Regions from separate parts of the Mus musculus genome. Here region 1 is linked to region 2. Evidence: chromatin contacts called from public promoter capture Hi-C data. All regions are on one chromosome and are shown on one strand. Each heading gives the region's core, a stretch centred on a gene start, on an enhancer-like site or on the middle of the called end of the contact. The rest is flanking DNA. Distances are from core to core; before and after follow the strand shown. Region 1 holds the start of 0610009E02Rik (RIKEN cDNA 0610009E02 gene). Region 2 holds the start of Ndor1 (NADPH dependent diflavin oxidoreductase 1).

Evidence for each region. Promoter capture Hi-C pulls out the DNA fragments that hold promoters and counts their contacts.
Region 1: a contact with region 2 is called in a promoter capture Hi-C map of erythroid cells, with 6 times the contacts expected there. The contact joins the promoter of 0610009E02Rik here to the promoter of Ndor1 in region 2. A contact is called at or near these places in 2 of 39 promoter capture datasets (erythroid cells and hippocampal neurons), 1 of 484 Hi-C or Micro-C datasets (myocytes) and 1 of 115 datasets of contacts at active chromatin or transcription factors (pancreatic cancer cells).

The regions. Positions count from the first base shown.
Region 1 is chr2:26,444,222-26,447,308 of GRCm38.p6, forward strand. It overlaps 0610009E02Rik (RIKEN cDNA 0610009E02 gene), which reads left to right and starts at 1,703. Exons shown (of 3, transcript NR_152209.1): 1 at 1,703-1,979. Sec16a (SEC16 homolog A, endoplasmic reticulum export factor) reads right to left here and starts at 995. Exons shown (of 30, transcript NM_153125.2): 1 at 854-995.
Region 2 is chr2:25,253,930-25,256,683 of GRCm38.p6, forward strand. Ndor1 (NADPH dependent diflavin oxidoreductase 1) reads right to left here and starts at 1,485. Exons shown (of 14, transcript NM_001082476.2): 1 at 1,288-1,485; 2 at 935-1,012. The coding sequence starts at 1,422. Tmem203 (transmembrane protein 203) reads left to right here and starts at 1,510. Exons shown (of 1, transcript NM_177344.3): 1 at 1,510-2,423. The coding sequence starts at 1,741. The coding sequence ends at 2,151.

The DNA of each region.
Region 1 (3,087 bases), core at 453-2,952, 1.2 Mb after region 2:
GCAAGACGGGATACCAAAATCTGCAAGACATGAGCACTGAAACCCTAGGAAGGGAACGTGGACAACGTGTAAGGAAGCTGCACTGTGCTGCACCTTGCAAAAGGACCTGAAGGAACAGTAATCTGTGAGTCTGCTGTTTCTTACTGCCAAACTCAGAATGGAAAACGCCTCTAGTCAACACTTTTGAAAGGAAATCTTTCCTTCAGTGCGCGACCATCCTACATGCCATTTAAAAACCTGTGTAAGCACAACAGCCAGAGTTATCTACAGGACGCTCCACAGCCAAGCCGACATTTTTCTACACCTTGGTAAAAAACAAATCACGACCTCCCTTGCGACATCCTGCTCCGCCGGCCAAGAGATTACAAATAAACGCTGCTACTCCCTGTTTCAAATGAAAATGTGTCCCATGATCATCAACTTCTGAGGAAGTCTTCGAGCCAACGAGAATCAAATATCTTCAGAACCCAGCAAAAGTCAAGCTTGGCAATTTCCTGCACTTTCTTCGTTTTAAATGAGTTGCGGGCTTCCTCGGAGGTGTCACAGTCTGGCCATGTTAACACACCTTCCCCAGCGGCCAACCAGTTCCCGAAGCCCTGACCAGGTATCTGTCTCCCGTCAGGTCTGGGAAACCACGAGCCCCTTAGACAACCCACCAAGGCGACACGGCCCGTAACCTGTCCGGTGTCTCAGCACCAGGCGGCCCGGTACTGTCGTTCTCCCCAGGCCTGACTGTGTCTCTTTAAATGCGCTCGCCACTCCGGGCTAGGCCCGATGCTCACTGAGCCTGCTTGGCCTCCGCAGCCTCGCCCACCCTCGGGCCTCCACCGTGCTCCATACACTCAGCCCTCACCCTGTGAGCTGTGGTTGGCTTCTCAGGCGCCGCGAACTGAAACCCAGCCGGCGACGGCGGCGGCAGTAGGGGGAACTAGCGCGTTCCCAGCAGCAGCCGCAGCCATCTTGGCACATCCGGCTCCAGGTGCCGCCGCCGACGTGTCCGAAGGAGACGTCAGCGCGCCCCGCCCCTTAATTGCCCCTCCTCTTGCTTCTTCCAGTCTTTCGCTGCTTCACCCATTGCCCCGCCCCCCCTGCCCGGCCCTCTTGGCCGCGCTCCGTACACGTCTTCGGCGCGTCAATCATACCACGCCCCCTTGGGCTCCGCCCCCTCTCCCGTCCAGTTTTGCACTGCTTCATCCTTTTGTTCCGCCCCCCAGGAGCTGCCCCGCCCATTCCCCTTAAGAGCCTTTCGTAGTGTCCCTTTTGACTCCGCCTTTCGTTCGTCTCCAGTCTTTTGCCGCCTCATCTCTTCGTCCCACCCATAGGCCCGCCCCTCTTGCGTCAGTCACTTACAGCTCCACCCCCGTGGCCCCGCCCTCACCCACTTGCGGAGCCAGGAGCGCGGGCCCCGCCTCTTCACGTCGCCCTGGTTACGCTGGTTCTGTCCTACAGTCTTCCTGTTCTAGGATTTGACTGGACAGGATTCTTCAATCCAGATCCCCGGGGAGAATCAGTCTTGAAAAACCAAAGCCAGAAGTTCCGCTGAGTCCAGAGCCCCAGCGGGCCCTCTCGCTTGCCCCCTCCCCATTTTTCCGTTGGGTTCTCTTGGTTGCCGGCGGGGGCGACTACGCGTGCGCCACCCTGCTCGAGTAGCTAGGCGGTCGACTTCTGCGGGCTGGACAGGCGCGTGCGCGGAGCTGTACCCGTTGCTTGGCTACGGCTCTTTGCTGGAGCCTGCCCGGCGCAGTTCGCGTGATTAAGCAAATGCCTTTCCTGGTGCTAGTAGGAACTCTCACCACCACCACCCCCATTCCCCTCCAACCTTTGCTAGAGGAGAGAAGCCAGAGCCTGGAGGCCAAGTCCTTCAAACTCCATTGCGACTCCTCCCGGCAGGGCGCGGCCTAAAGCCCACGGCGGAACGCTGGACTTAGACCAGGGATGTCAGCAGGTCTGTCTGTCGGAGCAGAGGCTCTCCGGAAAAGGTGGGTGCTGTCATCGGGGAAGTGACCAGGCCTGGCTCCCTCACCTGTACTCCAGAGAGCGTGAGAAGGCGGTGCCCCTGCGAAGCCGCCTGGTCAGTGGCGAACCCAGAGGCAGGGAAGGAGGGAGTGTGGTGGAGCTGGCCAGCGCTCAGACACGCAAGCATAGCCGGGAGAACTGAGGGCCAGCTTCATGTCCTCTGACGTGGCACTGTGGGTCACTCTGTAAAGCTAACATTTATCTTTAGAGAGCCAGGTTTCCAAACTCTTTCTGAACACATGGTAGACTCAACTTTAAGTCCCTAAAAAGAAGCAGCAACCCCAACCCTAGGATGGCTAGAGCTAAATAATAGCAAGGCCTCGTCTAAATAAATAAACAAACAAATAAATAAATAATAAAATGCAAGGTCTCCACTCTCAGGCCCCCAAGGGTAGAGATGTTAAAGGGACAGCTGTGCTGGCTCCCATCTCTGACTCCATCCTAAGGTAGGGACAGGACTCGATGCCTGCTATAGACTGGCTGGCATCATGCAGCCAAGCTAACCTGGCCTCTGAGTGACAGACTCCGGTTTTAGGCCCAGTCTGTGCCCATATGCCCTGCTCTGTTGACTGAAACCTCTCTGGGCATCAGGAGAGCCACTGGGTAGTTTGAGGACTTGAATGGCGTACTTTAATGCATATGCAAAGGCAATGGGCACAAACTGGGACTGCCTGAGGCAGGCAGGGCAAATGGTGACTCCTGAGTTTATGGGTGCCCCCACCATTACATGGGTACCTCCACTTTGCCTGGGGACTCTTCGTTTATTTGGAAGTTGGGCACATCATCCCCAGTTCCCTGGAGTCCTATGTAGTCAGCATCTGGTACAAAGCTGTTATAGCCTAGGCTGCACTACAGAGCACACAGGACTCCCATGCATGAAGGCTGTGTCAGAACTCCCTGTGGCTTCTGACACTGTGACCAGCACTTGGTAACCATGTATTCTTTGTAGTGCTACCCAGTCAGCCTCTCCCAGGCTGCACTGTCTGGTGTGGTGGCCCCTGGGCAGTTACATAGAGCTGTGAACTGTGAACATAAAGCATACCAGATAGGTAAGAATTCATTGGTGAGTGT
Region 2 (2,754 bases), core at 235-2,734:
CTCAATCCACAGGTGGAATTACTTTGAATTGTTTGTTTGTTTTGTTTTGTTTTTTGAGACAGGGTTTCTCTGTATAGCCCTGGCTGTCCTGGAACTCACTTTGTAGAACAGGCTGGCCTCGAACTCAGAAATCCGCCTGCCTCTGCCTCCCGAGTGCTGGGATTAAAGGCGTGCACAACCTCCCCCGGCTTTACTTTGGGTTCTTGTGCTGTGATTCTGCCCTCATCTTTTATATCCCTCTGATTACACACCCTGCTGAGTCTACCTTTTGGGCTCTCTGGAATATGCCTGATTTATTCAGCCTTGGGCCACCACCCAGCTCAAGGCACGTGTGCACCTCCTGCTTACGGGGATATATTTATTGCCTAGCATTATTCTTGCCATGTTCAGATAGGTGGTGGTCTTGCTACACTGACAGCATCACTGTGTCAATTCCATAGTCCCTATAGCTTTCATCTTAATAGGACATTTCACTGTAGCTATCCAGGATTTTTGAATGAACCTTTCTTCCTACCCCTTTTCTGTCAGCACAGTTCATGGCTGGGGAATCCTCAACTTTCTGCCCTTTACACAGGTTGCTTCTCACCACCATCTGCCCCTCCTTTTATTAATTTATTTTAGAGACAGGTTCTATGTAGCCCTGGCCAGCTCCATCTGCTCCTGCCTCCCAAGAGCTAGAATTAAAGGTGTGCTCCTTCCTTCCCAAGAGTTGTGTACGATTTCAGGACCCCCTTTACTCTCTGAACATCTGGCACTTTCCCTAGCACCAGGTGTGGTTTTAAGAGCTATTTCTCTCCTCGGATCTACAAAAAGAATCTCTCTCAAAGGCACCTCTCATACTCAACACGCGTTGAAGGGAAGCTATTTCTGTGCACGCTGGGACTCTTATACAGCAATGAAAACAGGATGAGGGTACACATTAGGCCAACCTTACCTTCATGTTGTCAGGAGGGTCTCCTTGGCCTGTGGTCGCACAAACAAATATCACCAGGGGCTCCCTAATGAGATTCGCCTCGAGGACAAGACACAAGTAGATGTAAGGTCTCTGGCAGCCTTGATCAGTGCCCTCCCTGCACCGCATCCCACCACCACCTTCACCTAGGGGAACAGAGTAAAAGTGTTTGGACACTTATTCCCACTGGCTACCAGGCTTTACTTTCTCAGGCCTCAACCTAGTGCCTCCCTTTCCCCTGAATCCGCTTGGGCCCAAAGGGCCTCACTCAAACGTCCTCCATCCGAGGGCGCGAAGTCCGGTGGAGGGTCTCCGCCGTAGCGCCCGAGCCTCACCACGGAGTAAGAGTCCAAAGCCTGCACGCGGCAACCTAGCCGCCGGCGCCGGGCCTCACGGCCCAGCCTCTCCGCCTCGTCCTGGGCTGTACCAGTCTGGCTGCCGAAAAGCACCAGGAGCTGTGGAACCTGCATTACTGCACACGCCGGCCAGAACCGCACACCTCACCAACTTCCCCCTTCCGCTGTCAACAGGAAATGACGCGTTTCAACTGCGCCAGCGGGGGGAGGGGCGGGGATAGCATCTGGACACCACGGGCTTCTGCTAGCCTCCGGTTCCGGGTCCGGGGTTGGGGTCCTCAGGGTCGCAGAGCCCCAGGGCCGGCGTCCAGGCCAGGTTGGGCTGCTTGCTGCCTCCCGTGTGCAGCGGCGGCAGCAGGCGGTCGCCAGGTCTGCGGTCGGAGACGTCACAGCCCGGTGCGGGGCACCGGTGGCCGGTGTTAAGCAGGCGCGATGTTATTCTCGCTGCGGGAGCTGGTGCAGTGGCTGGGCTTCGCCACCTTTGAGATATTCGTGCACCTGCTGGCCCTGTTGGTGTTCTCCGTACTGTTGGCACTGCGAGTGGATGGCTTGACTCCGGGCCTCTCCTGGTGGAACGTCTTTGTGCCCTTTTTCGCCGCCGACGGGCTCAGTACCTACTTCACCACCATCGTTTCCGTTCGACTCTTCCAAGATGGGGAGAAGCGACTGGCTGTGCTGCGCCTCTTCTGGGTTCTCACCGTCCTTAGCCTCAAGTTTGTCTTTGAGATGTTGCTGTGCCAGAAGCTAGTGGAGCAGACTCGAGAGCTCTGGTTCGGCCTGATCACGTCTCCGGTCTTCATTCTCCTGCAGCTGCTCATGATCCGGGCTTGTCGCGTCAACTAGCCTCTTGCAGTGGCTGGAAATGGAGCACTGCGCAGCTGGAGTTCTGGACCTCCCGGTCCTGACCCAACTTGGTGCCACACTGGTGGAGCTTTGGTCAGAAATCAGTGTTTGCTTGTGCCCAGTTTACTGTCCAGTTTTCTTTATATATAAGATCGTTTCCTCGAGCAAAGCTTAAAAGTGAAGTCTTGTTTATTAAAACTTATTTCCAGTTATTCATGCTCTGAATTGCCAGTCAATACTGAACTTTTCCAGCATTTGGAGACTGCATATAAGTAAAATATCCTGCTGGGCTCTGAGTATTTCCCATGGTGATGTGCCCCCTTTATAAATCAGCTTGTTCACTCAGCAGCACTGACCTCAGAGCATGTCCCTTCATCTGTCCAGGGCAGACTTATACGATTGATAAAGAGGGCTGGCATCCCTTTTCCTCTTTTCTGCCAAAGACTAGCCTTTTGTTCATTCCACCTCACAAAGACAAAGAGAAAGCAGACTGTTGAGAAAGGGCATGAATAGGGCCCTGTGTGGGTATCTGCCATCTGAGAAAAAATTCTGGTCTCAAGGCATTGCTTGATTTCCTGGCTCAACCGATTGCAGTTTTTTTTT